Linked DNA regions of Mus musculus: all the other regions are linked to region 1. Evidence: chromatin contacts called from public Hi-C, HiChIP or PLAC-seq and promoter capture Hi-C data. All regions are on one chromosome and are shown on one strand. Each heading gives the region's core, a stretch centred on a gene start, on an enhancer-like site or on the middle of the called end of the contact. The rest is flanking DNA. Distances are from core to core; before and after follow the strand shown.

Region 1 (4,185 bases), core at 1,012-3,511:
GGATTTAAACCGCTTTGTGATATCCTTTCCTTATCCCCCACAGTGAGCTGCCCTTTGAACGAGGTCGCCTCGCTATCCCCCCTGCACCTTCCTGGGCAGAGTTCCTCTCTGCATCTACCAGTGGCAAGATGGAAAGTGATTTTGCCCTGCTGACTCTCTCAGATCACGAGCAGCGGGAGCTGTATGAGGCAGCACGAGTCATCCAGACAGCTTTCCGAAAGTACAAGGTTAGACCTAGGTTCTTGGGATGAATTGTCCTTGACAGGGAAGACTATGGGCTCCCATTGCTTTTGTGGAACAAGCACTCACTCAGAGGCCTTAAATAGGAATGAGAAAGAATGGGGGGCGGGGGACACAGTACTTGCCACCAAGCCTGACAACCTAATTCTGATCCCTGGAATTCATGGTGGAAGAAGAAACTGACTGCTTCAAATTGTCTTCTCGTGTCCACACACAGGCAGCCTATATACACACACACAAAATAAGTAAATGGTTTTTAAAAAGTTTTAAGGAGGAGACTCTGGGAGGAAGAGGTGGTCCAGAGTCTACTAGGTGGGCCTTGAGAGGCTCAGACGGGGCCTCATTCTCTTCCTTTAGGGTCGGAGGCTGAAGGAGCAGCAGGAGGTAGCCGCAGCGGTGATCCAACGTTGTTATCGGAAGTACAAGCAGGTTAGAGCATTTTCTCAAAAGTATACCAACACGCGTCCACCTAACCTATCTATCTCTGTGCTATGAGAGCCCTAACGTCCCCTCTCTTTCCACAAGCTGACCTGGATTGCACTTAAGGTATTAGGCATGAGATCTGGGTGTGAGTAGTCTGATTCAGCCGTGGGTGGGTCAGAGAACGGGCTCTACATCAGCCTAATTGAAGGGTGACCTTCAGAGGTTTGGATTTCTGTCTCTCCATTTCAGCTCCTGTCCCCCCTCTCCTTCCCTGCAGTTTGCACTCTATAAGAAAATGACTCAGGCGGCCATCCTGATTCAGAGCAAGTTCCGAAGCTACTATGAACAGAAGCGGTTTCAGCAGAGCCGCCGAGCAGCGGTGCTTATCCAGCAGCACTACCGCTCCTACCGCCGCAGGCCGGGGCCTCCTCACCGGCCCTCAGGCCCCCTTCCTGCTCGAAACAAGTAGGGACCACCCCTTCCTGCCCCTATACAGCCCTCAGTTTACCTCTTTGTTAATGCCCACTACCTCTATCGGCCCTCCAGCCTTTCCCTACAATGGTCTTAAAGTGGGGACTCTTCTTTCCCACCAGGGGCACCTTTCTCACCAAGAAGCAAGACCAGGCAGCCCGGAAAATAATGAGGTTCCTGCGGCGCTGCCGACACAGGTTCTAACCCCATCCTTACCTCTCTGCCCTGACACCTTTTCTGATCCATCAGTCTCCTCTGACTTGGCTCTGTCTCTCCGCAGAATGAGGGAACTGAAGCAGAACCAGGAGCTGGAGGGGCTGCCCCAGCCAGGACTGGCCACCTGACCTCTCCAACGCCTTTCTTCAAAACCCTGGGAGCCCCTTCTGGCTGTCTAAACAAGGAGAGGGCTTTCGGGACTAGGGGAGCCCCCTGTCGGCAGCTCTTCACCCCTTCACCTTTTTGGGAGCCCTTCGTAGAACCCCCGCCCCCAGGCCTTACACGTTTCCTCCCTTCTGGTTGTGCCTCCTCTTTTGGTCTCCGGCTCCAGAAGACCCACGCCCCACATATCTGCATCTTCAGCTGTGACCTCCGGAGCCCTGCCTGCACCTTCTCCATATCCCCGTTCCTGCCTGCACCTGACTCGGACCTTCCTGACTTGCCTTATTTATTTGTTCGAGAGTCTCTGATGAATGTATCCGCCTCGGTCCCCACCGCTGCCTTCGCTGCGCGCGCCCTCGTGTTTCAGGGGTGACTGCCCCCACCTTGACTCCGCATGTTTGCGTCTGTTTCCTCCTTTCCTGGCCCTGTCTTCCCCATCACCCTGACTCTCTGGTCGCCCACGTAGGGGCCAAAGAGGAGGGGGTGTACATAGGATCGCGAGGCGGAGTCCCGCTCCCGTGGGGAGGGGTGTGTACATAACTGTAACATACAGAGTATAGTGAAGAATCTATTTAAGGCGCTGCGCGGCCGGGCGTCTGATTCCCTGGCGCGGCGGGAGCCCCCGGCTGGCTCCACGAGCACTTTCTACTTGTGCATGGGCTTGGTTTATACGAATTGCCATTAAACGTCTCTGCACCAGCTAGCCTCCGGCCTCTCTCTGCTGGGGGCGGGGTAGGAAGGTCGCCACGCAAGTCGCCGGCCTCATCTCGCTGCCTTAAGCGGGGCGGAGCAGCGCGGTTTTTCGCTTCCGACGTGTTTCCGGCCTTAAAGGCATTTCGTCCTTCCCTTTAAGACGCACCGCCCCCTCTCACTCATTCCCAAGATGGCGGACCTACTGGGCTCCATCCTGAGCTCCATGGAGAAACCACCCAGCCTCGGTGACCAGGAGAGTCGGCGCAAGGCCCGAGGTGAGGATCCCAGATTCACAACCGCGTATCTTCGCCCGATTCTTGGGACCACACTCTTCCCTCTTTGAATAATGCCACCTCCTACCCTAACAGACCCCCCACAGGCCACTTCTGAGACCCTCAGAGTCCCTAAAAGGCCTGTCGGCCCGCCCGCTGTCTTTTGCAAACAATGATTGGCTACCTCAGCCTGCCTTCTACCTCCAGTCTCTTCTTCCTATCCTCGCCTTTTACAGTCCTTGTTTGCGATTGGTCAACGGGCCTGCCTGTCTGCTGTTGGTGAGCTCTGATTAGTAGGATGCCTTTCTTCCGATTGGAGGATGTCGTATCCATCGCCTCGGTCCCGCGAATCTCCAGTTCTATTACGATTGAGTTTAGGGCACGCCCATCCACCCGTCTGTTCCCCTCTATTGGCTAGCTCAGCCAAAAGCTCTACCTTTAAAGTGTTACCTTTTCTGACCGACCTCAGCCTCAGCTCCTCCCATTGGTTGGCTGGATCCTCCTATCTTTATGCCCCTTCTTGAGTTGACCCAGTCCCTCATACCTTCCACCGCCCTTTCCTAACTATAGCCTTAAATTCCTGTGCTGCCCAACTAGATCGTGATGTTGATTGGAGAGATGAGAATGCCCCGCAGGCTCCGATTCGCCATCTCTCCTTCCCAGCCCCCGCGCTGAGTAGCTAACCAGAAAGCTCGCTGGGGTTTGGCAGCCAGGGTAGGGTGCGGCCCGAAGTGGCCTGCCCTGTATTGGCTTGGAGCGCATGTGAAGGACTTTATAGAAAGGATAGCCTTAGGTGCATCCAGCTCCCAACCACGTGAGCCTTGGTCGTGGATAAGTCTCCTACCCGCACCTACTACCCATCTGCTCAAAGGAGGCAAGACAGGATGCTTTCAGAATGTTCAAAGACTGTTAAATATCTGTACTCCCTTATTTACAAAACTTGTGAAGCCAAAGATGCTCATCAAGGAGATTATAGACCATGTCTGGGACGTTTATTAATGATCATACGGAATTTTAATAACCAATTAATATACATGTGTAGGAAAGATTAATTGGGAGTCCCAGGCTTGTCTGAAATGAGCCGAGCAACAAAGAATAGGTAACTCAGTAAAGGGAGTGCAGTCTGTTCGAAAGCTATGGGAAAGCAGAGCTTAATAGGAAACAGGAGTTAGAGTTACTTAATGTTCAGCTGAGTAATAGGTGTGCTCCCATCAGCCGTCAGAATAGGAGGCTTTAGCCACTTGCCTCGGGTCTCAGGTTACTAAGCTGAATTTGGAACCCAGATGTGAGCTCGTAGCCTCAGTGTTCTTATGCTACCTCCCAAGATGCAGAAAACACTGGAAAAGCAATCAGAACACAATGAAAGGCCAAGATAGTGAAGTCAGACAGACGAGAGCTTCTAGTTTGTCAGGTCTTGGACTCTGACGTCTAACTGGACAGGTGAGCAGGGTCAACCCTCCAGCAGCTCATAGCCTGGTAAGGGAGACAGGGGGAAAAACAAAACAAAAAACCCCACGTCTTTAGCAGTGAATGTGCTTAGAGCGTAGAGGAAGTCTTGACTCACGGTGAGGATTCAGTGTTTGCTGTGAGAGGAGGAAGAGCATTCCAGAGAGAAGGAGCACGTGCAGAAGCATGGAGTGACTAGAAAACAGGAAGAATTCAGTGCCACTTTGGGGACTCAGTCCTGTGGAAGAAGCAAGCTTGGATT
Region 2 (4,185 bases), core at 584-3,083, 1.9 Mb before region 1:
AGGTCAGAAGACAACTTTCAGGAGTCAGTTCTCTGCTTCTATCTTGTTGTTCCCAGGAATTAAACTCAGGTAGTCAGCCTTGGTGGCAATCACCCTTAACCCCACTGAGCCATCTTTCTGTGCCTCAACCTTCACCCCTGTTTGCTTACTAACTCTAGGATCTATTAATGTTTTCCAGCACCACTTGAAAGAGTAAATCGTAGACACTGCAGCCCGCAGACACTTCAGATCAAGGGCATTTGTTTACATAACTAATGCTTGGCACCTGAGCGCATCGGACAGCTGTGAAGTTTTTTCCTGATCTACTTTCTGTACTCTAATTTTATCCATTCATCTGGCATCTGGCACTGTGCATTTCCCCTTCGGTACAGATGCCAGGCAAAGGCGGTGGTTGCACATAACTGTCAGATCTCTGCCCAACACCCCACAGCACCCTCCAGCCCCCACCCCTGGCTCTGAGACAGTGTCTTCTCACTACATAGACTGGACTGACTTGGACCTCTCTGTCTGTGGATCATGATCAGGCTGGCCACAGACAGTTGCCTGCCTATGTTTCCAAGTGCTGGAATTAAATGGAATTAAGGGCATGGACCATTATGCCTGGCTGTTAAATACTTTTAAAATATATTGTGTGCGTGTGCATGATGTGTGTGGAGACACATGTACCATGACACATGTATAGAGATCAGAGGACAACTTTGTGGAGTTAGTTTCCATCTTTACCTGGGATTGGGATTGAACTTGGGCTGTCAGCCTTACACAGCAAGTGCCTTTACCTGCTGAGCCATCTCATTGGCCTGTATGGTTACTCTTTTTTAATGTTGTTTTGTTTTGAGATAGGGTCTCATGTAGCCCAGGCTGGCTTTAAACTCACCATGTAGCTAGGGATGGTGAACTTGAACTCCTGATAGTCTTAGCTCCACCTCCCAAGTGCTGGAATTACAGGTGTGGGCCATCACTGATGGCTTTGTGTATTTGTACTTTTTCTACCCTTGCAACTGGCAATCAATTTCTACAGCTCCCCTGAGAACATCTCCCTAGACTTATTCCTTGTTGATAAAATTTATTTATTCTGTGTCTGTATGGATGTGAGTGAAAGTGTGTGTGTGTGTGTGAGAGAGAGAGAGAGACAGAGACAGACAGACAGACAGACAGACAGACAGACAGAGACAGAGCAGAGAGTACTCCTGTACCTGCACGTGCACTTGTGTGCCTTGGTGTATGTTATGTTTGGAGGTCAGAAGACAACTTTGTGCAGTTCTCCCCTTCCACCATATGGGCTCTGGGGATCAAACATATGTCAAGCAGGCCTGGTGGCAGGTACTTTCACAGGCTGAGCCATCTTGCCAGCCCCCATGGGTTAGTTTTACATAAGCTTGTCTCTATGTCTTCAGATATCTCTGTTATCTTGTTCCTCTGTGCAATTTCCTTACCATCCTGGTCAACACCTACCCTCCTGTATCTAACCTGGTTCATGGCTGTGCTAACGGCCCATCTTCTGCACAGGCAGGGCAGTTTGCAGTGAGCAAGGCTTGGGGACACTCCTCTCATTTCCTGTCCTAGGAGCGTCTCTTCCTCACTGCCCCTGCTGCAGCCATAGGCTAGATTGAGGGACCACAGAGTTATCCAATCACCAGTGCATGGCGTCTTACCCCAGCAGGGCTAAGAGGCCTAGAGTGATGAAATCCCACCAGTGTGGCTGCGCTGTGCTCAGCAGGAACCTGCGATGATAAGGTGTCTGGCAGTTAAAGGGGCAGCCTGTTGAGGTTGAGAGGCTGGGAGCCCACAGGAAGTGACTTGGTGGCAAGCTGATGTAGCTTTGTTCGGCACCCGTTCTGACAGAGAAGTTGCAGTTAGCACTGCTGAGGGGATGTCCACAGAGTGTCTCAAACCTCAGACAGGAGGGCCACAGAGCCAGAGCCTGAGCCAAGGTGGGCAGTATGGGGCCTTGGCTTCAGGTACGTGTCTGCCTCCCTCCACACCCGTCCCCTGGAGCCTGCCCCGCTGGAGAGCTTACTTGGCTGCAGCTGTTCTCTGTTACATCAACCTTCTGAATTACATGAACTGGTTCATCATCCCAGGTGAGCATGGGAGGGGTAGCGTGGGGCAGTATCTTCAGATACCCCCCTTCTAAAAGCCCACAACTGTGTATCCTTGGTGGCCTTCTTCTTCCAAGCCCTCGTACCTCTCTAGGAGCACAGCTCTGGTGGTTTCACCCCAGCAAGTGGTCTGCAGCCTCTCCTGAATGGTTCCAAGCCAGAACAGGGCACAATGTGTGTGGGGACAGGGGTGTTAGTGGGTAGATGGGACTGTGCTCTGCAGCAAAGGCGTTGCTTGCGTTCAGGATGGAGCTGCAGGCAAGGTTACGGAGGGCAGAGCAGCTTGGCCAAGCTCCCAAGTGAGAATGGCTCTGCCTGCACTGTTTCTGGGGCAGCCGGCTGCTGGCCTACCTTGCACAGTTTGCCTTTCTTCTTATTGGAAACAGGGTACAACCTGCTTCTGTGTTCTGTCTCTCACTTACGCACTCCTTTGTGTCTGGGCTCCACTTGTCTTTTCTCATCTAGTCACCCATTCATTCCTTCATCAGTTTATATTCAGCCCTTTCTTTAAAAAGACAGAGTGTGTATGCATGTGCGTGCACACATGTGTGTGTATGTGTGTGTGCCTGTGTGTGCATGCTCCTTCACTTTTATTTGAGCTTCAGATATTGAACTAAGGTTTCCAAGCTTGTTCAGCAAGCGCCTTCACAGGCTAAGCCATCTTGTCAGCCTTCATTTCTTTTTTGAGGCAGGGCCTCATGGAGCTCAGGCTAGATTCAAACTCGCTATGTAACTGAGAATAATCATGAACTGCTGATATGCTTGCCTTCACCTTCTTAGGGCCGGGATTACAGGCTTGCCACCACAATGCTTTATGAAGTTCTAGGGATTGAACCCAGGGTCTTTGTGCATGCTGGATAAGCACTCTAATAACTGATGTAGAGGGCTGCTCTGCCCTCCGTAACCTTGCCTGCAGCTCCATCCTGAACCCAACGCCTTTGCTGCAGAGCACAGTCCCATCCACCCACTCACACCGCTGCCCCCACACACATTGTGCCCTGTTCTGGCTTGGGACCATTCAGGAGAGGCTGCAGATCACTTACTGGGGTGAAACCACCCAGCCTCTTTTCTTTGTTTGTTTGTTTTTGAGACAAGGTCTTAAGTAAGATCAGGTTGCTTTTGAATTCACTATGCAGTTGAAAATGATCTTGAACTCCCAATCCTCTTGCCCTCTGTCTCCTAAGTGCTGAGGTTACAGGTGCGACAGCATGCCTAGCTGTTCTTTCATCATCCACTTGTTCCAGCTTGAGCACTGAGAACAGGAGCACTGAGAGCAAAAGTACTGAGAGCAGGAACACTGTGGTGGGAACACTGAGAGTGGGAGTACTGAGAGTAGGAGTACTGAGAGCAAGAGTACTGAGAGCAGGAACACTGTGAGTGGGAGCACTGAGAGTGGGAGTACTGAGAGCAGGAGCACTGAGAGCAGGAATACTGAGAGCAGGAGCACTGAGAGCAAAAGTACTGAGAGCAGACACTGAGAGCAAAAGTACTGAGAGCAGGAGTACTGTGAGTGGGAGCACTCTGAGCAGGAGCACTGAGATCAGGAGTACTTTGAGCAGGAGCACTGAGAGCAGGAGTACTGAGAGTAGGAGTACTGAGAGCAGGAATACTGAGAGCGGGAGCACTGTGAGTGGGAGCACTGAGAGAATGTGCCTCTGGTAGGACCTAGGAGAAACTCAGATGTGTGGTTCCTACTGCAGGGGCAACTGACTTACAGGGCTCAGAGAATTGTTTACCAATAACGACCATGCAAGGCAGAGAGGCAGGGAATGGTGCAGATGAATGGAGTCAGGCAGGCTGGGAAGCCTAGGTGAGTAACTGCCACTGCTGGCCATGACCAAAGCCCCAATGTTGGGCCATCAGCTATGTATTTAGAGTAGCTGGGAACCTCTGTAGAATGAATGGGAGTCTGGGGTCTGCAGACATTATCAGAGCAGGGCTGTATCTTTGAGCAACTCAGAGGGGCACAGACCATGTGCCCAGCTTGGTCTGAAGTGAGACAGAGTGGGGTAGGTGCCAGCAGGGCAGCCCTGAGGATGAATGACTTCAGAATTCATACATGGGAAGCGTTTGACCCGGGCCTAAG
Region 3 (4,185 bases), core at 974-3,473, 1.8 Mb after region 1:
GTTAAATATGTTCCATCTCCTCAGAGTTTCCGCAGCAGGTTTATATGCACTGCGTAACTGTGCTGGCTAGTCTTATGTCACCTTGACACACAAACTAGAGTTATCTGAAAGGAGGGAACCTCAACTGAGATCCAGCTGTAAAGAATGTTTTAATTAGTGATCAATGGGGGAGGATTGTGGTTGTTTTCATCCCTGGGCTGGTGGTCCTGGATTCTATAAGAGAGCAGGCTGAGCAAGCCATGGGAAGCAAGCCAGTAAGCAGTACTCTCCCTCCCCAATCCCCATGGCCTCTGCATCACCTGCAGCATCCAGGTTCCTGCCCTGTTTTGAGTTCCTATCCTGACTTCCTTTGGTGTTGAACAGTGATATGGAAGTGGAAGCTGAATAAACCCTTTCCTCAACAACTTGCTTTTCGGTCATGGTGTTTCATTGCAGCAGTAGAACCTTAGCTAAAATAATTGCCTTTTTTGAGTATGGGATGGGCCAAAGTCCAGCATTCTCACTAGCTGGAGTTTGGACCCAGATCTCTCTTTTAGTAGCTGATCACCCTTTACCCATCGGAAGGGTGGAACTTGATCTGTTTCTTGCATTTTGTAGCAGAGAAGATGTTGGGATATTTACACGTGTTCTCAGAGATTGTTACATTGAACTTTCTGGGTCAGTCCAAAAAGGACCTTGTACTGGAACCTATGGGAAGTGCCCTGGAATGCTTTACAAAGTTTGAAGGGTACAGCAGCTCTCACCTTTTCTTCTCTTACAATGCTAGTTTTATAACTTGTGCTTCCTTTTGAGACTGTCATCTTCTTTACTGATTTATTTCCCATGGATTTGGTGTAATGGAAGGAGGTCGGGCAGTTTGCTGACTCTAGGGTACTATTCCAGCCTCTGGGCCAACGAAGATCAGAGCAGGGCCTTTGGCTTCTGAGGGCTCTGCCAAGCTAAGCCCATTCATTAAGAAGGGGATGATGCCAGTCCTAGGGGCAGAGCAAATGGGAGGGGCAGCAGCCTGGGAGATGATGTCACTGTTTTCTGAAGGGCCTGGCCAGCCATTAGGTGACTCAGTGTGTTTCTTAGCACCTCAGCCAGGAGGCAGGACAGAAGCTGTGGCCTTTTTATCTTTTCCTGTTTGGGTGGGACGGTTCCTGTCTTGGCACCGGGTCTATAGGAAAGCCTTCATTAATCACTTCTCTGCCTTAAGTCTGATTAGATTGAGCAGAGTTTCAGGTAGGGAAGCCAGACTGAGTTTCAAAGCTGTTCCAGGCCACTGGCCTGTAAAGCAGACCTTTTTTTTTTTTTTTTTTGAGTCTTATGTTACAATATAGATCTAATGATTCCAGCTTCAAATGTTGTTGATGGTTAACAGTAGTGTATGGAAGGCACTTTAGCCCCACGGTCTAGCCTATGTTTCCCTTCTTGTCAGCGTAGTAGTGGATAACAGTGTAGCTTCTGAGTTTGAATTTGCGCTGTAGGTGAGTGACCTTGGGGAACTTCATCTTGCTATTTCTTACTTGTAAATGAGAGTGACGTGGGGTTACTGTGACAAAGCAATGCACCCCAGTGACTGGTACAACTACGGGCGCGACAAACCGCACAGTGAACTCATAATCTCTTTTTAAAAACCCTATATCCTTCATAGTGTAGTTCAAGACGCTCTAGACCCCAGTAATCTTCCTCTGCTCATCAGTTTGGGTTCTCCTTAAAAATCCATCTCGCACCGTTTTTTGTTTATATTGACCTTTCCCAACCGTATACGTGGGCTCACCTTGTCTTTCTTAGGCTCAGCATATGTCTTATGCTATGTTGTTTTGTCTTCAAACTTCAAAACCAATCCCAACAGCACTGAAATAACAATTACATTGAGCATGAGACAGCTAAAGTTCCTATAGTTGTTCCCCAAATGCCTTTTTTAAATTTAAGTTTCTAGTTCCAGGACAGTTGTGTATTTCTCCTGTCTCCTTCGTGAGCTAGTACTCTATACTGGCTTTATACTGGCTTCCCATTTTAGCCTAGGGAACTACTCTCCTGCGCAGCACAGCTTCCGGAGACAGCACAGGGCTAAAAAACCCACCTCCTTCGGGGGTCCGGGGCGGCGCCTGCGCAGGACGCTGTCGCAGATCTCACGTCAGCGCGCAAAGCCTAGGTCGGCTCCACGTGACTCTGGCCTCCCACCGCTCCGCCCCGCACGCCAGCCTGCTTCTGCGCATGCTCTTGACTCCGCCCCCGTGCGTCACAGAATGGCCTCCGACACCCAGGGAGCCCCTGACGTGTCGGGGAGGAGCCCGGTGCGGGGATACGCGGAGTGGAGCTCAGGGCTGCGGAAGGGAGCAGAGCTGAGCGGCTGGGCGGGCCTGGCCAGGCCAGCGGAGCAGAGACGTCGGCCGAGCGGCGGCGAACATGCGCTTTTGACACATTGGCGGTGAGCTCCCGTGCGACGCAGCCTCTGGGGTTCGAGCCAGGCGGGCAGCGCCGAGGCCTGCCCCGGGGGAGCCTGCCTGACCGCCGCCGGGCTGGGGCTCAGCCCGCTGGGCCAGGCCGGGCTTGGGTTCTGGGGCGGCCCGTACCGAGACAACTGTTCCAACCGCTTTAACTGTCCCCTCCTTACTGGCGGAGGTGTGGCCCACCGGGGGCACCTGCGGGAGAGCGAGTCCCGGGCTTCCAGAGGAGGGACGGAGGCCGGGACGTGGCACCGGGGGCTGAGGCGCTGACGGCTCGAGGAGTGGCCCAGTTGGGGTGGCGGAGGCGCGCCCAGCTTCTCGCTCCACCCATCCTTGATTCCCTGGAGCTGCCGGGGTGGTTAGGAGCCGGGCAGGATCTTGATTTCCCAGCGCCCCAGATGCGGGAGGCGAGAGCAGGAGCAGCCCGCGTTGGCAGAGACTGGCAGTCTCGTGACTGCCTGCCCCGAACTGCTAATCATCCTCTTTGGAGTTGGGGAAAGTCTCACTAACCAACCGACCCCGGTTGCTTGGATTCGCTTCTTATTTTTCTCTGAGAAACGATGAGGTGACTAACACTTTTAAGTTTAAGGCGAGTGAGGGTCCTTTTCATTACCCGGGCCCATTCCTGTAGCGTTTGTAAACATTTTAGAACATTTGCTGTTTGTACTTGCGACGGATACTGTAAGTCACTTTTTGCTGGATGGGGAAATTGAACCTAGGTACAGGAGGTTGGGGCAACTGAGTGATTTTTATTTGGGTTCCACTAACTGGTGAGAAGTTTAGCTTGGGTTACAATTTACCTTTCTAAGCTCAGGGTTCTGGTTTCTGTTTTCATGAGATTTTTTTTTTTTAACTTCTTCAGCCGGAAAGAGGACTGAACATTGGACTTGTTAAAGATAATACCAGAAGTTACTAGATGACTTATTTATTTTCGAGTAAATTGACCAAAAAAACCAAAAAAACCCCAAACCAAACAACAACAACAAACAAAAAACCCCCAAAAGCTCAGTTACTAGAAAAATCTTATCCTGAAGCTTGCTCATGAGTGGCTGGTTGTTAGTCTGAAAATTATGTTGCTTTCACTGCACTTAAGAGGTAGGGTAATGTCTGCCAAATCAGAAAGCTGAGAGGGCAAAGCTCATCATTAAGTTAAGGAGTCAAAAGAGACCAAAGGACACCCAGTTGGGGGTATCTCTTCTGAATTGTTGTTAAAATCTTAGAGTAGGAATACATAAAGAACAAAGAAAACCTTTAGCTCCAGTTAGAGACAAACTTAATCTTAGAAGAAGTTGCTAAATCTGCAGTGCCTTGGTTTTGAATTGAATTGAAGTTGGATCCAGAGCATTTGAAATAAAAAATAGACCTGAACATGCTTTTATGAGACCAACAAAATTTATTTTCATGCGTATTTTAAACCATGCTAAAATAGACTTGAGGATTGAGGACTTAAGTTAAAATTACTTTCTAGGCACTTCATAAGGGAGAGAAATAAGGCCTATTTCATTCTGCATATATGTTAATAGTCATGTAAAATTAATTTTCTTAGTGCTGTACAGAGTATCTTTGCCAGTAAGCTCTGTTAGATGATAACTGTTTAAAGTTTCAGTGAGCTAATTGTCAGTTGTTCACATCTAAAGGTCGTAGAGTGTGAGCATGTCTGCTGCAGAAGTTGTAATTGTACACTCACACTCCATGTGAGACCTAGAATTAAGGAAGATGGAGAGGAGCAGAAAGTCCTTGTCTGCTAGCC
Region 4 (4,185 bases), core at 1,149-3,648, 1.6 Mb after region 1:
TCACCTCTTAAGGTGGCTTTGCCAGCTTTAATCGTTTTCTGAAAAGGAGACATTTAAGAAAACTTCATACAGCTGTCTTTCTAATACTGAAACAGTTCGAACTAAACAAATATACTGGAATGCTGTAAAAATGTGGGAATGTCTTGGAGTGTGGGATATTTTATGATTATAACATATAGTTCCTGAACGAACATACTATGTAAATTGTAAGAAGACAGCCTTTGTCATTGGGACACGATTGTCTAAAATCATTATACAGAACTCTGATCAGCACAGGATAGAGCTGTCAAGAGTTTATATTTCTCTATATTTCCTCTATAACCAAGACAACCAATCTGCCCAGTGTCTATCTATCCATCGGGAGCAGAGAAGCCCTTTCCCCTCAAGACCCTTGCTCGTGTTTCTGCTTTAGTGGCTCTTCGGGCCCTTTATGATCTCCCTCAGCTCTGACGCATCTCCTCCATCTAACTTAAGACTTCCTCCCCCACACTCCCAGTTCCCACTCCCGGGAGCTCTGGAGCCACAGGGGCCTTCATTCCCATTCCTTTGGCTTCTTCAACCCCTTCGACCCCACACAAAAAAACAGGCTCAGCCTTAGCAGCAGCAGCACTTTAATTCCACAAAAACTCAGAAAGCCAAAATTAATTAGAATACTCCACAACAGGTGGGCTTCAAAACCAGTAACAATTCGACCGGAACCCTGAGAGCAGTGAGACACTCCCCCGTGCCCCCCACCGCTCTCCCTCCATCATGAAATGTGCTCCTCCACCCCGTGGCATTTTAGGGGACCAGAGGAAAGAAGCGGGAGGTTATGCAGATGTTGCGCCCTCACCCTCGCATGGTGTGTGGGCAAGAACCGCTCAAGTTCCTAAAGCCCCTGGCACTTGAGGTGTGTGACCATTGGGATCCGGATAGCCGCAGCGGGGCTGAGGTCTCTCTGATCACACATTCGTGTCTGCCCCACCCTCCAGCAGAGATCTAAGGGCCTGTATTCCCATGGACGGTGTTCTAGCTTAGGGAGAAGGGTCAGGAAGAACAGGGTAGCTATAGATGGCCAACTGAATAAAAGCAGAGCTACATCCCTTTTCACCAGGAGAATCCTCACAACTTCCCCATTCACACTCCATAGGCTTAGAATGGGCACAGGCCTCCTAAACGCTTGTGGAAGAACCTCTAACGTACAGGCATCCCCTCAGCAAGCAGTTTCCACCAGGGCTCTTTGAAGAATCCTGAGGGTCCTACTGGACCCTGGTCTGGCCAGGTTACGCATGGTCTCTCCTCTATGCTCCTGGTCACTTGCATAGGGCCTCCAACACCTCCAGCGTGCGTCGGATATCTCGGACTTGGCGTGCCAGCCCCTGAACCGGTTGCAAAGCCCGTTCCAGCTCCTCGCAGCGCGCAAGTAAGGTGTACATGCCCTTAATGCTCATGTCCACGGCTTCACCTAAGGAGTCCACCGCGTCGCGGTAGGTCTGGATACAGCCCACACTCAACGCTGTCAGCTCTTGCACCGCACCACCCAGCCCGCGAAGCAGACGGTCTACCCGGCCGCCCAGCTCGCGACTCAGCCGCTCCAGATCCCTCAGCACGTCCGGGTCGATGGGAGGGATGGTGGGGGTGGGTGCGGGCGTTAGGCAGGGCCGCACAGAGGCAGGGGGAACGGGTGGTGGGGCGCCACTCAGTCGGATCTTGAGTTGTAGGTTGTTGGCCACAAAGTGAGTAAGGTCGCCGTGGCGGCTCACCGTGCCCTCCAGCTCTAGGGGGCTGGAGATAGTGGCGCGACGTCCTCCGCCCGCGCCGGTCTCGCCACTGGATGAAGACCCCCCTCCACCGCACGCCCCACTCAGCCCGTCCAGGCTGCGGCTGTCCTGAAGGCGGCTGGGGAAGGAGCGGCCAGCCCTACCCGCCGCCGCCTCTTCGTCCTCGTCGTCGTCGTCGTCACCCTCTTGCTGCGGCAGCTCCACATTCATCTCGACGCCTCCGGGGCTCCCTCGACGGCAGACCCTCAGAGCGGAGGGCTGATCCTCGCTGGGCTCCGGCTCCGGGTACCAGGAGGACGGGGGCGGGGCGTGCTCGGAACCTGGCACCCCCCGGCGTCCCCGGGCCCCTGACGGCGTCGCCCGGGAGCTCGGCTTGTCCTCCCAAGTGTCCAGCTCCGGCCCATGGGCGATGCTGCCGCTCCAAGTCTTTGGGGACGCTCGGGGATGACGGCTCGAGACCCCAACGCTCTCAGCCTCTTCCTCCCCGGACAGCGTCCGGACTGAGGGCGGCTTCGAGGGCGTTCGGGACGGCCTGCCGCTGAAAGTCGCGGCCTGGTGCTCAGCTCCGACCGAAAGCTCCGGCTCCGGCCCGAGCCGCCCCTGGGCGGCCTCCATACTGAGGGTGGGGGCCGGAACCGCGAGTCGTCCGCCGGGCTCCCCGGTCAGCGGCGGCGCCTTTAAGGGGCGTTGGCGGAGGCGCGCCGATTGGCAGCCGGATGATAATGGTCCGGACAGGAAGAGCTCTGTGATTGGTCGCCACCCCAGGAAGTTCCGGGAGGAGGGCTGTTATTGAACTGCAGAACACAAGTGAAAGCCAGTCGGGTGGCAGCTCCGGGGTGACAGCTGTGCGCGGGGCCCCGCCCCTTCGGAAAGTTGAGGGGGCGGGTCTTAAAAGACCCGAGCCCCGGAGCGCCGGAGTCCCACCGGGGCGGAGCTTAGGCTCTATGTCCACGGTGGTGTCGTCCGGAATTACCGCCGAGCAGTCGCACTCCACCGGGGATCGTTTTTGGAAGCTCTAGGGGTTCTTGGATGCTCAGGGTTGGACCGAACCGAGCTAGAAAACCGAGAAAGAAAAACAGCAGCGCCAAGAGAGAGAAAGCCGGAATTCCCAGCGGAACGGGGCTGATTGGTTCCATCCTTGAAACATTGACAGACTGATCGTTGAAGCGCCCAGAGTGACTCACTGTGCAGGGGAATTGCAGGTCGTGGACTTTCCTGTGCTTTTGTCACTCTTCGGCCTCCTGTCCCCTCTGCGTAGAGCATTTCTCTCATTGGAGGATAATATTGAGGGTTGTTTGTTTGTTTGTTGTCACAAGAGAAAATATTCCATAGGTGAAAGAATCAGACGTTTTGATAAGCACGCTCGGGAAAATAAAGGGCTGTGATTGAGAGTAAGAAGGACTAGTTAGATGAGGCCTCGGTCGGGAAAGGTCTCTGATGGGAACTATCAAGGGCATCAACTCAGCTTGCTGACAGAGGGAGGAAACCTCAGAGGCAAAGAGGTTTGATATAAACAAGAAACGCTGGGGTACGGAGTGTGGGGGAAGGACAGAGAGAAGACACCAGGGCTAAAATAAATGAGAAGGGAGAGGATTAACAACATCCAGATCGAAGATTCAGGACCCCCGGGCCACATTCCCAGGGCACTGTGGTTTCTGTAACAGATGGAGAGTCTTTCCAAGGGCCGTGGGACAGGAATCAAATGGTAGAAAAGTCGTCAACTGCAACACAGCCAAAGCTCTGGGACCCTTCTAGTTAGCAAAACAATGAATTAATATTCTTCCTTGGTTTAGAATCTTTGTATACCCCCGGCTGTCCTGGAAGTAGCTTTGTAGACCAGGCTGCCCTCAAACTCACATCACAGAGATCTTTCTGCTTCTGCCTCCCAAGTTCTGGCTGGGGTTAAAGGCAGAAGGACACCTGTTCCTGTTTTTGAAACTGAATCCTGTGTGGAAAGTGTGCACAATCACTGTGGCTAGTAATTGCAGAATCTTCCTGTTTTTTTTTTTTTTTTTTTGCATCCCTTCACCCTGTCTTTATTCTTTTTTAAATTTGTTTTGTTTTGTTTGTTTGTTTGTTTTTCGAGACAGGGTTTCTCTGTGTAGCCCTGGGCCTTTGTAGACCAGGCTGGCTTCAAACTCAGAAATTCGCCTGCCTCTGCCTCCCAAGTGCTGGGATTAAAGGCGTGCGGCACCATGCCCAGCCCTGTCTTTATTCTTGTGTTCCTTGCTCGTTTCTTGAGCTCTTTTTCCTTCAAAAGAAGCCATCTTTTGCAAGTCTTTTGTTTTCTACTACTATTACTACTGCTACTATAATTACTTTCTCCTCCTCTTCTTCATGCCAAAGGTGTGCAAAATAAGATGACATTTGGTGTGATAGTGGAGATTTTAGTTGGTGTCATAAGGTTTAGTTGGGACATTGTCTT
Region 5 (4,185 bases), core at 604-3,103, 1.6 Mb after region 1:
CACTTGAGCCATTGCTGTTTGCATCAGTGTCATCAGCCAGGCTGGGGCCTGGACAAGGCCGGTGCTGCGGGGCCCCAGGGGATGGGACTCCTCCAGGACAAAAAGGTTCTCCGGGCCTGGGGTCTCCTCCCCCATCGGCCCCTTCTAGGGGACCACTCATGTCTGGGCCATACAGTGGAGGACGAAACAGGGAAGGTGAAGAAGCCACCACGGGTGCACAACGGGGCTTTTGAGGTCTGGATAAAGGAGGTAGGACGCCTGTCTCTGAGGGCTGACTAATTTAATCACGACACCTAGAAAAAGAAACCAAAAAGGAATGTTTAGCAAAAGCTGAGCTATTAACCCCACAGCATCTGCTGGCTACACCCAGTCCTTCCTCTGCCTGCCCCTCACTGTTGTGACTCAGGCCTGGGGCTTGCAATAGAAATATGTTCTATTTCCTTAGGGGGACCTAAGGATACCACAGGTAGAAAGGCAGCTCTCGTAGGCCATCTCTTACACCCCTTGCCAGTGTGGAATGAGTACAGCCTGAACAATCGACTAGAACAGTAGCTGAGGGTCAAAGCTTGCAGGTTTCCTATGCCCAAATTCTCATCAGGTCCCCACCTGGTCTGGGACTCTGAGGCCTCGGAGCAGGGGGTGAGCTGATCGCCTCCTATATTTAGGCTTCCGGGCTAATTTTATCCGGGGGCGGTGCCACCCCCGCTGCACATGCGCGCCGATGTGCCTGGCCCCACCACGCGCTTCCGCCACAGCCGCGGTCGCCAGGGAAACCGACGTCAGCCGCTGAGCTCAGCGGTTGCTGGAGGGACCACAGGAGGGCAGGAACGACTCCTCCCCCAATCCCCATCTTCGTGGAAGTGGGAAACAGACCCAGTCCTATACTGGCCAACACACCCTCATACTGGCTAACAAGGTTCAGGGCAGCGGGGAGGAGAAGAACACCCACCATAACAAATTCCCAGGGCCCAAAGAGCCTAGGAGCCATGTGAAGAGTAACAAACTAGAGGAACTCCAGGAGCAAGTCCTAGCTTCCCCACTCGGCCTCTGCTCTTTGTGGAAACGCCCCCATCCTCGCTCTTGCCTCGAACATTATTCTGATCAAGACACTGCTTTTCTTTCTCAAGCCCCTGCCCACTCCCAAACACCAGGACTGGAGTTACCACTTGCCATAGGCAACGACTCAGGCATCTTCCTTCGTCCCTTACTTTTCTAGTTAACCCTACTACCACATAGATAGGGGACACACAACAACCAGCATATATAGTTTTTCCTCTACTCCCTGTCTAACCACACCCCCATCCCAAGTATTTTCTGAGCGCCAGGAGAAAAGGGAAGGAAGGCTGTGGCCAACAGCAAGAACTAGCGCTGAGAACAGGATGTTCCAGCCTGAAGCGGTTGACATCACGACCGGCACGAGGCCAGGAATTGGAGGGAGGAAGACAGGGAGCGCAGAAGCCTGAAGGGGGTCTTTGGGCTAGGGCAAACCCATGGACTCCCGAGTGTCGAGCAATGTGTAAAGGGGTCGTGTTCGCTAAAGGTCTCTTAGGTTCAGGATGGCTGCTCTGGAGGAGCAGAGGAGGAGATTAGGTGAACGAATAACAAACGCAGACAACCCGTGACGGGTTGAGTTGAACACCTAGGGCCCAGGGGCGGGGAAGGGTGGATAGTGACAGGAAAGGCAGATTATTGTTTTGCTCTCTGAGAGCTGAAAGCGACCCATCACGTTGGAAGTAGTGGCGGCCAAGCTCCGGGACAAAGACTAACCCTAGGATTGCAGCAGGGATCCCTACCTGGCCGTTCGAGCGCCCTCCATCCGCTTGCCGTTTCGGCCCGCAACCCAGAAGCTCCGCGAGGCTGGGAGGCGGGTTGCATAATGCCAGGCCCTGCCCCTCATTGGCCTTCTGCCCGAAGAGCCGCAGGCCCCGCCCCCGGTTGGCTAAGGATCTCTTCCTGGCATCTGATTGGCTACTGGCCCCCACTGAGGTCAGGGCTGTGTCACACACATCCCTGCACGTGGACTTGGGTGCTGGTGCTGGGCTGAAGGGCCTCAGACACCGCTCAGTCAGCCAATGCGATCAGGATGTCTCACACCGTCAATAATGAAAGGGAAGTGAGGGAGGGAAACTACCCCTTTTCAGGGAGGATACCTGGGCCACAGGAAGTGCTCAAGAGAAACCTACTTCCTAAACTGACCAGCTTGGCAGAACAAGACACCTGTCCTGGTGCCGGGTGAATGAAATGTCTGCTACCCAAGGGAAGTGGGAGAGAGAAAAACCTAGACTGACATTCCCTGGCCTCTCCCCAGCCTTGTTATAAAGAATCCAACCCTTTCCTCTGACCCTTCAGATCCTGAGAGAAGGGCAATTGAGGGCCCACGTGTCGTTAAGGGGTGAGTGGGTGATGGAAGGATACGGACAAACGGAAAGGACAGGGAAAGCCAATGGCTACTGTGAAAGGAAACAAAAGCAGGTGCTTCACTAGCCAATCAGAGAAAAGGTCTCCAGGAAGCCTACTTGGTGACTAGTGCTGCCTCTGCAGAGGATGCAGCCACCCACATTTAGGGCTGCCCCAAAAGTGGGGACCAGGAAGCCAGTACTACAAAAGGGGCAGCAGAGAGGGCAGTTGCAGCAGTAGGCAGAAAAAGGATGGGTGGCTGGGTGGCAAGGGCTTTTTATTGGGCTTTTTATTCCTGCTGCTTAGAATACAAAAGCCAAGGTTCATGAACCCAGCAGCAAGCCCATCTGTCTCATTTACTGTATTCTCAGCAGTAAGGTAAGTACGTCTCAGCGTCAGGACTGACAGTAGATGCTCGGTAAACAGGATGGCTCTGTTTCTATTAAGGATAGGTAGGGGAGAGAGAGCCTCAGGAGAGGAGGCAACAAATTATGTTTTCAAAAGAAAAGTAGAGCATTGATTCATAAAAAGAGAATAGAGACTCGATTTTGGGGAGGGGGGGACAACATGCCAGTCTGGGTCCAGGAGAGCTACAGTGACAGAGTCCCCTTCCCTAGGCCTGGGCTGAGTAGTTCTCAGGCTTCCCTGCAAACGTAGGTGGCAAGTGAAGAGGCCAACACGCAGCGGCTGACATAATCAGCTGTTAAGTGCACGCCCCTCACTGTCACGTGGCTAAAGCTTTCCTTAACAATGGTGTTTCCCTTAGAGGAGGCGGGCGAGACAAGGTTCTATAGAAATGCTGGGACACAGACCTGTTATAAAATAACCCAGAAAAACAGAAGCAGGGAAACACAGAAAACAAAAGACACGGGAGGCTGAGTGCTCAGCTTCCTCCTCCTGAAAATGATGCTGCTCTCCTGCCCCCTCGTACTGCGTTGTGACCGTGTGCTGTCCTTTTTTTTTTTTCCAGACCCCTTTCTCTTTCCACAGCTCTCAAGGATTTAGGTGTGATTCCTCTGACCCAAGCAGCCATTGCTCGCCCACTTCCCTATCTGTCATTTACACAGACAAAAGGTTTCAGCACTCCAAACAGCCCCAACCTGATCCCAAGGCCCAGGCTGTCGGGCCTCATCAGTCCCCCACAGTAACCAGGCTCTGCTGCCGTCAATGGAGAAGCGGGGGCAGGAGAGGGAGGTGACGTCAAAGCGGAGGCAGGAGGCGGGGCGAGGCAGCTGGGGAATGTGGGGCAGGGAGGCTGGAGAGGCAGCGGTTTGGGAGGCGGCCAGCCCCAGAGGGCGGCGGCCAGCGCACTAGGGAACATCGTGTTCTCTTGGCTGATGGCCCAGGACATGCACACAGCCTTGGCGCCTCCCCCAACCCAACGACAGCGGTCCTGTACAAAAGCCAAAAATTCCTGGAGAGACAGTTAGGAGGAAGGGGGTCCCCCTCCCCCGCCCCCATGCCTGGTTCTCTTTGCGGGACCTACTTTTACCCTCCCTCAGCTGGGTCTTAAAACTCCTGGCATTGGCTTTTCCCCGTCACCAGACTGTACACGGTTGCTGGCCAGGTACCAAAGAGCTAGGGCGGGTAAATTGGAGGCCTAGGTTCTGAGAGAGAACGCACCTTTGCTCCTTCCCTGGGGCCCCTCTTTAGAGGCAGACTTTCTAGTTACTATTACAGCACAGAATAGGTGGGGGGGGGGGGGGTGGTCAGAGAGAATGGATTTAAGATGAAGTCAAACTGGGACACAGCAAATTGCCTCAGTCTGGGGCCCAGATCTTGGGAGAG
Region 6 (4,185 bases), core at 839-3,338, 1.3 Mb after region 1:
GGGCTGTCCCCGTCTCCACTCGTCCTTTTCTGCTTCTCCAGAGGGTTATATAACTCTTCCTCTCCGCGTGTCCTGATTTCAACTCCACAGACTCCGCCCTGGAACGGCGCGGGAGGGGCGGGAGAGTTGGGGACCCAGACAGATTCCGGCTGGCGGCCAGCTGGGGCACAAGGGATCCTGCAGATAGCAGACGGAGTCCCGCGGGACTTGGTTGGTGCCCCGTCCCTTAGTCTCCCGCCCCTAACCCGGGATCAAGCCCAGAAGAAAGAAGGCACAGTATTTCCGAGGGGCGTGTCGGGACAGTCAGAAATGTGGGTTGGGAGGTCAAGGCTGGAGGCTGAGAGGAGGAGGCAGGCGAATGACCGGATTCCCTAGGATTGGTTCTGCTGGGGTTAACAGAGATAAAAGCAGGACGCCTGGGTTCCCTCCTTCGTCTCCTTTTTGGGTTCCCAGAATTCCTAAAGCTATTTTCTCAGGAAATTTAGCCAGCTAGCAGCTTCTTCGCCCTGGTAGGAGTCAAAGGTCTGTGTTCGAGGTGGCCTGGGATGATGTCACCAGTGCACGTGCCCCGGGACGGTTGCCAGGCAATGCGATCTCCTCCCCTTTCCATTCCCTCCCACCTCTGCCCAGAGTCCCGTTCCAGTCCCGTGCCATCTCTTTCTCCTTTCCTTTCCCTTGGCATTAGCATCCTGCAGGTGGGAAACCCTGGCCTGGAGTTTCGTGAAGGGGGAGGGGCGCGGGTGTGGTGTGGCCTGAAAGACTTTGCCCCTTTGCTGGCTTGAGAGAATTCTGGGTCTTCCCCCCCCTTCTTTTTCCTAGATTGCCATGGAAAAACTTCCTCTCCAGTCCCCACTACCACTACCACCCCCCGTACTCCCTCCCGCGCGCCCTTGGAAGTGTCTCCTGAAGTCTTTTTAGTTTCCCACCTGCTGCATGGCCCAGTGTCAGGTTGCCCCTTTCCCAGCTTGAGCTGAAGTGGGTGTAGTTGCAAGACAGCTGCCCCTAAGAGAGGAGCTGTATGTGGGTATACACACCAGCCCATCCCTGCGACTCCCGTCACCTCCTCTTACCAAACTGAGGAGAAAGAGTTAGGCTGAAAAGTCAAGGTCTTTATCTGTGTAGGTAGGTGGATCAGCTTCTGGTATTGCCCACTTTTGAGAGAGAAGTCCAGTGATAGTTATGGCTGCCCTCTGTTAAATCTTGGAGTTGGTGATGGTATTACAGAGTCTCCTTTCTTGTGCCTAAGAATGTGGATTGTCGGCTCAAACCTGGATTCTAACCCCAGCTCTGCCACTAAATGGGACTCGGGAAAAGTCACAACCTTGCAGAACCTCCTATCTGCAATCTGGGACATTTAAATATCAATACCTACCTTCTAGCTGATGGGAGGGGGCAGTGAAATAATTTATGCAAAGCATTTAGCACAGTGGTTGGTATAAAATTAATACCGAATGAGTATCAGAAAATACATATTATTAAATGTTGTTAGTTATTATAGTGGGTGGACCTGTTTCTAAAGTAGCCCTCACAGGGGATTGGTTAAAGAGTGGAGAATTCTGCTACCTGGAGTGTGTGTTGTGTGTGTGTGTGTGTGTGGGGGGGGGGTGTCAGGGATTAGCATCGACTACTTTATGTACCTTATTTGATGTGGGCTTTAGCCAGATTTGTATTGCTTTCTTTAGGTTTATTTTTCCCCTCCTTAAAAAAAAATAGCTAAGACTATATTCCTTTGGCTGTTAAAATAATTACGTTGTAGCTTGTGATTTTCAAGCGATACTCTGGTTCCCTCCCATGTTGCTCTCTGGAGCCTTTCATTTTGCAAAGGGACTCCACAGTTTCCCTAGCGGGGACATGGCTAGGCTAAAGGGGTGTGTAAAAGGTTGGGGTGGGTGGGTGGGTGGAGAGAGACTAGTGGGGGGAGGCTGGGGGAGCGGGTAGTTAAAGGAAGAGACCGGAAGGGAGGAGGAGGGAGCCTGCTGGTGGGGAGGGAGGGGAGGAGGAGGAGGTGGAGGAGGAGGAGGAGGACGAGGAGGAGGAGGAGGGAGGGAGGGGGTTGGGGAGAGCCTGCTACAGTTCTTTGTTTGACTCCGGGACTCAGGGACGGGGAGGAGGAGGGAGGGAGGCAGAGGCTGCAAGCGCCGGGGCAGGCCCAGGAGGCAGAGGAGGGACCGTCTCCCCCGCCCCCCAGCCCCCACTCCCCCCCCTGCTGCTTCCCCCTCCCTACCCGGACTCTGGGGGCACCGCCGGGGGACAGACACCCAGCAGGTAACCCTGGCCTGGCTCTCCCTCCCCCTGTCTGATTTTCTTCCACACCCTCCCGGACGACCCCTTTCCGTCTCCCCGATTTCCCGGGCCTTGCCTTTCCCCCCCAGCCCTCCTTGTTCCATTTCTGCGAGTTGGGCTTGTCGCCTGCTGGCTCCGCCACCCTCCGTCTCGTGCAGCCTGACTCCCTTCCCCCCACCCCACAGTGTGTGCTCCCCTGTTCTGCCCGAGGCACCTTTTGGGGTTCTGTCTCAATGTTTCTTAGGCTGGCTTCTTCCGACCAGTCTCATGGGGCTCTGAGGAAGGAGGGAGTCCTTATTCTTTAATGGCTCCCCCCAGTCTCCCTTGCCCCATTCTCCTCGTAGCAGTCTCTAGGGGTGAGAGAAAACCGGAATTTGGGGCCTGATGGAGAGGCAGGGGGGCTGTGTGTTGCTGGAGACAGGGACAGTGAGTGTGTGAGGAGGGGGTGGGGATTTGTTAGAGACCAGGCTGCCTCTCTGATGTCCCTTTAAATGGCCCTTACATATCTGGGGGTTAGGGGGTGGGGTGGTGGCAAGCTGCCTGCCTGGGGGGCAGGGCCCTTGGTTTGTCCACACCGTCAGGGGTGGAAATGATTTAAAGGGACAGCCTTGGTGTGGCCACTGCCACCCTGTGCTGGCAGGAGGGGGAGCTGGCAGGCTATGTCTACAGAGGCTTGGCTGGTGAGCAGGGCATTTGAGGCTGTCTGGGACTGGGCCTCAGGTCTCCAGTCCAGTTACTGTGGCTGGAAAAGTGCAAGAAGGGGTTGACAGCCTGCCCTGAGGGTGCTCAGTCTAGGCTTTCTTCAGAACCCCATGGGTGAGCCCTTTGACTCCATGACCAAGAATCTGTGAGTCTGAACTACAGAACCTGTGGGCCAGAACCAGGTGGGGGCCACTGGCAGATCCGCAGGTCAGTAGGGTGACCTGGGTACTTTAGAGCTGGCCCCTTCAGCTTCCCCTTTTGTTGTTTGGTTCTTTGCACAAGAAGGCCCCAGCCCCTCCTCCTCATGCACATGCCCCCCCACCCCCACCCCAGCTGTTGGGCAGATGAATTACAGCCTCCTGCTTGGGGCCAAGGCTGGTAAGGGATTAAAGTTCTGAGGTTGGCCCTTTAAATGGCTGTTGGCCCTCCCCCACTCTGGTGTCCAGACACCCATCACATACCCTTCTGACCCCCTTGGTCTGGCCTGCAACCCTCCCCCCCTCTATAGGCTAGCCTACCCCGTAGCCACAAATTCTATCAACTGCTGGGTAAGCACCTTAGTCCTGAATTTGCTTCCCTGTCCAGAAGGGTCCAGCCTCTAGCATCTTTTCTCCAGAAGGTCCTAGCCAATCCAGTTTTCTCAGCTCGCTGCTGACCACTGTTCCTTAAGGGCCTTGCTTAGGTCAGAAATAACACTTCCCTGGGGGCAGTGTCATCAGCAGGCACAAAAGCTTGCAGTGCATTGCATCATGGAGGCCAGAGGCCTAAGTCTCTGGGGCAGGGGGAAAGATGGGGGCTGGAAGGCCAGGAAATGGAGAGGCCAGGTAGAGAGCCCGTGTGTCTGGGTCCTGGAGAAAACACTGGTCCCCAAGGAGTGAGTCTGAGGTGAGGGTTGACTGAGGCCTAACTCCTGCTATCAACACCTGAGTCTTGGCCCTAGACTTGTAGTAATATACCTAGCTCTTTGTATCTAAGGATTAGGAGGGAAGAGAGTGGGCCCCTGTCACCTCCTTGGGCCACATGGAGGAAGGAGGTGATGGGGAAACAGGATATGGTTTTGGAGGTGACATGGAGGGAGCCTGCTGCAGAGGCTACTTCCTAGCTCAGGCCCAGTCACAGCTCTTGCGGAGGAAGAAGGCTCCTCCCTGTTGGGCCCGTTCATCTTGTCTGACCACCTGTGCCGCTTGCCAGAACCTGCCT
Region 7 (4,185 bases), core at 477-2,976, 1.1 Mb after region 1:
CTCCTTTTGACTTCGGGTTGGGATCTTTTAACATTCACAAGAGAGTCCTTCACTAAATCCAGTCAAAGAGATTGCAAGAGCAGGGAGGCTATTTGCATAAGAAGGCATCCCTGGACCGCTGTGGCTGTCCAGTCTAACCTTCACAGCTAGGGTTCCCTTCGCGCGTCAAAGTTTAAGTGAAGTCATTTGTATACTTTCTCAATGAACTGGAGGATCTAGTCTTCCTTACGGCTTTACAGCTGAAGCCACGAAAACAAAGTCCCCCCGCCTCCCGGTCTACCTATCATTTATTCTTTAGACCGAAACTAAATCTTCAGATGGACAAAAAAATTTACTTCCCGATCCAAGTGCAGTGTGGAAATAGTATTTTTACAAAAGAAAAAAAGGCACGCACGATGTCTGGTGCGCGATAAGAAACTGTAATGAAATGACCTGTTCTAAAAATTGAAGTGGCGGGGACAGGCATAGCCCACGCCCAGGCAGAGTCCCGCCACCTCCCGCTGGGAAGAACCGGATGGTGCGGGCTGACTGCACTTAGGACCGCCGGGCGCCCGGGGCCCAAGCCCGCCCCTTCCGCTTTCAGGACGCGCGGAATGCGTTAAGCAAGGGAATGGCTCACCCTAAAACCGGATACTCGGTAATTTGCTTTTCCGGCAGGAAGAAACGACCTATCGGCGCACTCTTTTAAATAAACACCTCCTCCTTTGCAAAAGCAATAACCAAGTAATCCAGAAAAATAAGATGTCGAGGACAGCAGTTTTCCTCCTCAAACCACAGAACCAGCCTAGAATCCATTTCTCCCCTTTCGCTACTCCCCCGTCGCCGGGCGAGCAGTGATCTGCTCCGAAAACAAGAAACCGGAAATGCTCCTGCAAGCGGCAGAAACGTAAAGGAGCCAAACAATAACAGGGCCGGCGGGCCTTTCAGACCAAGAGGCTGAGTCGGGCCCCGAGGGCAAATACTTCTGGCTAGCACCGCTAGTGCTTCAGGCTTTTCTTGGATTTTCTTCATCTAGCAGGGTCGAGAAGCGGCTGGAAAAAAAAAGAAATCACTCCAGGGACAAAGGTCCGGAAGTTGCGGGACCTTAGCAGCTAAGGCTCCCCGGATCACCCCGATCTCATCCAGGAACGGAACCCAGGGTTTCATTAGGATGCTATGGGGGGTCTTAAGTCTTAAGCTATGAATCTCGAAAAATCTTAAATCCTGGTGCTTTGTGCATGTTATTTCCGGAGCTTCCATCACCTAGCAGCGGGCAGATAAGTGTGTACAACGCGTAGCGGAGAGAAAACCCCTTAGGCCATCTCAGTGGTCCCTATATGCTCTACTTTGCAGGTGCATGACAGTGAGGCTCGTCGGTCCTAACATCATCATCATCAGCTACCCTCACTACAGCATCTGACATATACACTCCCGTTCATCCCGCCCGCCAAGCTTCCATTCCGCCCATCTCCATCGCGCTGAGTCCCCCCACTGCCCCACCCCCAAACCCCACGGTTTTCTCTAGTTTTATGGATGCAAACGGAGAGAGCCAGTGACCGAGAGGTCTCGTCACGCTCATCAATTACTTACCCAGTCTTCGGAGAAGCGTGACACCCTGCTGGGAAGGAGGAGGATGAGGGCCTGAATGCTAGGTGCCCCCTAACTGTAGTCGCTACCTACAGCCAGGATGGTCCCAATGAACTGAAGCTACAGAACTTTAGCCAGGGTGAGCACGTGGGAGGGGAAAGTCCCAATCCCAGCAACCCCCGCGAGACTCCTGGCACAAAGCTGGATAGTCGCCATAACAAGTAAGGGCAAGTCCTTCCGTGGGTTGAGGGCAAGAAATGGAGGCGGGGACTTGCAGAGTCAGGATTCTCCCTGAGATGTTGCCCTCAGCAGGAACGCTTTGTGAAAAGTCGTCTAAGATATAGAGCTGTGAGGGCAAAATGGGTGGAAACCGATTCGGAGGACTCCTGCCTCTGTGTCAAGTATAAAGAGTGGAAAGAATTAAGTTTTTATCGTAAGTGGACCGCCACTGTTCTGAGCTCTGTGCTCTTTCCTATCCAGCTAGATAGTCATAGCCATCTTTTTGGATTTTTAAGACAGAGTCTTTGTAGCCAAGGCTGGCCTGGAATTCGCGGCCGTCTTCCTGCTTTAGGCCTTCCAAGTACAGGGATGAACCAACACGGGCCCCTAAGTTCTTTTTCCCCTCATTAGCTAAAATGTCACTTTAGAAAGGCTTTTCATAGTATCTCAATCTAACGTGTTCTCCGAGATACTTGGTATCGCACCACCGTGTTTAATTTCCTGTACAGTCCTTATCACTCTCTGTAAAGACTGTTTTCACAGCCTTTAATTGCACAGCAACGAAAACTTTATGGAGATTAAGAACTAGAAAACATTGCTATTTTTTTCCCAATGCCTTGTATAGTCCTGGGTTAGGCAGTAAGAACTTGATAATAAATGTCGAATGAATGAAGGGAGGGCGGGGGAGAAAGGGAAAGAGAGGAACAAGAAGGGGGGAGAGATGGGGAGAAAGGAAACCTGAGGTTACGGGATTCAAAACAAGATAGTCAAGAGGGGCAAAAACTGTAGAAATTATGCGCCCTCTGCAGGCCAGGGAGGATAGGCGCTTTAAGAATTACCCCCAGGGGACGGTAGGGGGCGCTCGTGTAGTTTTCGCCAAGGCCCAGAGTTCAGACTACAACTCCCAGAAACCTCTAGGAATTCTCCAGCGCTTGAGGTGTAGGCAAAGTCGTTCCTTCCCGCCTTCCCGCTCGGAATCGGAGGAGGATGCGGAGAGCCTATCGGAAGGTGGCCCGACTCCCGCGAGAGCAAGAAGCCCTGGCGGCGCCTAGCGACCCTAGGCGCTTGGCTTTGGACACTCGTTCCCTGGTGATTGCTTTAGGTTCGGCTTACATTTTCCGGAAGAGGAAAGCGGACTCCGGTCTCTGAGCATCCCTGGGAACGGTAATGCACTCTAGCCTCGGCAGCTGGTAGCCGGCTCAGCGAGACTTGCCCGACCTCTGCCTTCCGGGGGCTTACTCTACAGAATGAAGACGTCGGAGGAGCGACTCTTAGCTCCGGATAGCCTCCCTCCTGACCTGGCCCCAGCTCCGGTACCCCAAGGTTCCCCAGCGGAGAAAAATACAGACTTTGAACCGGTGCCTCCGCCATGCGGTGGTGATGACCAACCCCAGCTAGCCACAGATCCCGTGGCTAGCTTGGTTGTGTCCCAGGAGCTTCAACAAGGGGACTCTGTACCTCTGGAAGTAGAATTTAATACTTCCAGTGAGTTGAGTCCTGGAATCGAGGAGCAAGATGTTTCTGAACATGCGAGTCTTCCCGGAGAAGAAACGAATCTCCCCGAGTTGGAGTCAGGAGAAGCCACGGAAGGTGTGTCTGAGGAACGCGCTGAAGTGGATGAGGGGGACACGTAAGTGACACTGGAATCTGAGGAGCCTGGACCTGTGAGAACGACAGCCACCGGTCCTCAGCACCATTTTATTTCCATTTTGCTCTGACGACCCACGTTTGCTGTTTCTCCATCTCCTTTCCAGCTTTTGGACCTACAGCTTCTCGCAGGTACCCCGATACCTCAGTGGTTCCTGGTCCGAGTTCAGCACCCGCTCCGAGAACTTCTTGAAAGGTTGCAAGTGGTAAGTACGATGGGCAAGGAGATGGCCATCTTCAGGAGTTTCCCCTTAAAACTTAACCACACATACTTGGCCCCTTTCGGTGGGACGACAGTCTTGTAATCTCAACTGTTGGGAAATGGAGGCCTGGTTTGTCCACAGAGTGAGACCCTGTCTTAAAATAAAAACAGTAACAAAGTTGGGCGCATGCCTTTAATCTCAGCACTCTGGGGGAAGAAGCAGGCAGATGTGTGAGTTCCAGGCAAACATGGACCATGGGTCCAGTTCTAGGACAGCCAGGGCTACTTAGAGAATCTGTCTTGAGGGAAAGCAAAACAAAACAAAAGCTAAAATCAACCCCAGGGTTTCTAGAAGTTGCTAGGGAGCAATAGACTACGGGTGATACCGAGGTTAAGGTTTTCCCTGCCCTTCCCCTGTGGATGCGTACTGCCGTGTATCGTATTGTGGATTTACCTCAGAGTGGCCAGCATCCTGGTCCTTTTTTGCTTTATTTTGAGATAGGGTCAAGTTGCCCAGACTGGCCTGGAGGTTGGTTCTCTGCCTCAGCCTC

Evidence for each region. Promoter capture Hi-C pulls out the DNA fragments that hold promoters and counts their contacts. A called contact is a pair of places that touch in the nucleus more often than the background predicts. HiChIP or PLAC-seq counts read pairs in DNA pulled down with a chosen protein or histone mark.
Region 2: a contact with region 1 is called in a promoter capture Hi-C map of hippocampal neurons, with 4 times the contacts expected there. The contact joins the promoter of Spns3 here to the promoter of Spag7 in region 1. A contact is called at or near these places in 2 of 39 promoter capture datasets (hippocampal neurons and pre-B cells).
Region 3: a contact with region 1 is called in an H3K27ac HiChIP or PLAC-seq map of embryonic stem cells, with 3 times the contacts expected there. The contact joins the promoter of Ndel1 here to the promoter of Spag7 in region 1. A contact is called at or near these places in 1 of 39 promoter capture datasets (liver), 1 of 115 datasets of contacts at active chromatin or transcription factors (embryonic stem cells) and 1 of 9 other capture datasets (liver).
Region 4: a Hi-C map of B cells shows a contact between it and region 1, with 7 read pairs. The contact joins the promoter of Borcs6 here to the promoter of Spag7 in region 1. A contact is called at or near these places in 9 of 39 promoter capture datasets (the 3T3-L1 cell line, embryonic stem cells, erythroid cells and 5 more), 1 of 484 Hi-C or Micro-C datasets (B cells) and 4 of 115 datasets of contacts at active chromatin or transcription factors (astrocytes, embryonic hindbrain, kidney and 1 more).
Region 5: a contact with region 1 is called in an H3K27ac HiChIP or PLAC-seq map of regulatory T cells, with 11 times the contacts expected there. The contact joins the promoter of Per1 here to the promoter of Spag7 in region 1. A contact is called at or near these places in 3 of 39 promoter capture datasets (cranial neural crest, hippocampal neurons and neutrophils), 1 of 484 Hi-C or Micro-C datasets (B cells) and 5 of 115 datasets of contacts at active chromatin or transcription factors (bone marrow-derived dendritic cells, memory CD8 T cells, pro-B cells and 2 more).
Region 6: a contact with region 1 is called in a promoter capture Hi-C map of liver, with 2.1 times the contacts expected there. The contact joins the promoter of Kdm6b here to the promoter of Spag7 in region 1. A contact is called at or near these places in 5 of 39 promoter capture datasets (hippocampal neurons, liver, neutrophils and 1 more), 5 of 484 Hi-C or Micro-C datasets (B cells, CD4 T cells, CD8 T cells and 1 more) and 3 of 115 datasets of contacts at active chromatin or transcription factors (embryonic forebrain, embryonic stem cells and thymic regulatory T cells).
Region 7: a contact with region 1 is called in a promoter capture Hi-C map of liver, with 8 times the contacts expected there. The contact joins the promoter of Trp53 here to the promoter of Spag7 in region 1. A contact is called at or near these places in 2 of 39 promoter capture datasets (liver and pre-B cells), 1 of 484 Hi-C or Micro-C datasets (B cells) and 2 of 115 datasets of contacts at active chromatin or transcription factors (microglia and pancreatic cancer cells).

Annotation. Positions count from the first base shown.
Region 1 is chr11:70,667,492-70,671,676 of GRCm38.p6, reverse strand. Spag7 (sperm associated antigen 7) reads left to right here and starts at 2,261. Exons shown (of 7, transcript NM_172561.3): 1 at 2,261-2,480. The coding sequence starts at 2,396. It overlaps Camta2 (calmodulin binding transcription activator 2), which reads left to right. Exons shown (of 23, transcript NM_001190376.1): 18 at 44-227; 19 at 598-669; 20 at 766-786; 21 at 941-1,128; 22 at 1,257-1,331; 23 at 1,415-2,214. The coding sequence ends at 1,478.
Region 2 is chr11:72,547,894-72,552,078 of GRCm38.p6, reverse strand. It overlaps Spns3 (spinster homolog 3), which reads left to right and starts at 1,833. Exons shown (of 12, transcript NM_029932.3): 1 at 1,833-2,081. The coding sequence starts at 1,871.
Region 3 is chr11:68,851,173-68,855,357 of GRCm38.p6, reverse strand. Ndel1 (nudE neurodevelopment protein 1 like 1) reads left to right here and starts at 2,223. Exons shown (of 9, transcript NM_023668.3): 1 at 2,223-2,416.
Region 4 is chr11:69,057,988-69,062,172 of GRCm38.p6, reverse strand. It overlaps Borcs6 (BLOC-1 related complex subunit 6), which reads right to left and starts at 2,398. Exons shown (of 1, transcript NM_028005.3): 1 at 597-2,398. The coding sequence starts at 2,375. The coding sequence ends at 1,293.
Region 5 is chr11:69,096,617-69,100,801 of GRCm38.p6, reverse strand. It overlaps Per1 (period circadian clock 1), which reads right to left and starts at 1,853. Exons shown (of 23, transcript NM_011065.5): 1 at 1,794-1,853; 2 at 1-293. The coding sequence starts at 160.
Region 6 is chr11:69,414,097-69,418,281 of GRCm38.p6, reverse strand. Kdm6b (KDM1 lysine (K)-specific demethylase 6B) reads left to right here and starts at 2,088. Exons shown (of 24, transcript NM_001017426.2): 1 at 2,088-2,265. It overlaps Gm51903 (a long non-coding RNA gene), which reads right to left and starts at 2,769. Exons shown (of 2, transcript XR_003949708.1): 1 at 2,498-2,769.
Region 7 is chr11:69,577,900-69,582,084 of GRCm38.p6, reverse strand. It overlaps Trp53 (transformation related protein 53), which reads right to left and starts at 1,726. Exons shown (of 11, transcript NM_011640.3): 1 at 1,570-1,726. It overlaps Wrap53 (WD repeat containing, antisense to Trp53), which reads left to right and starts at 2,836. Exons shown (of 10, transcript NM_144824.3): 1 at 2,836-3,415; 2 at 3,540-3,638. The coding sequence starts at 3,033.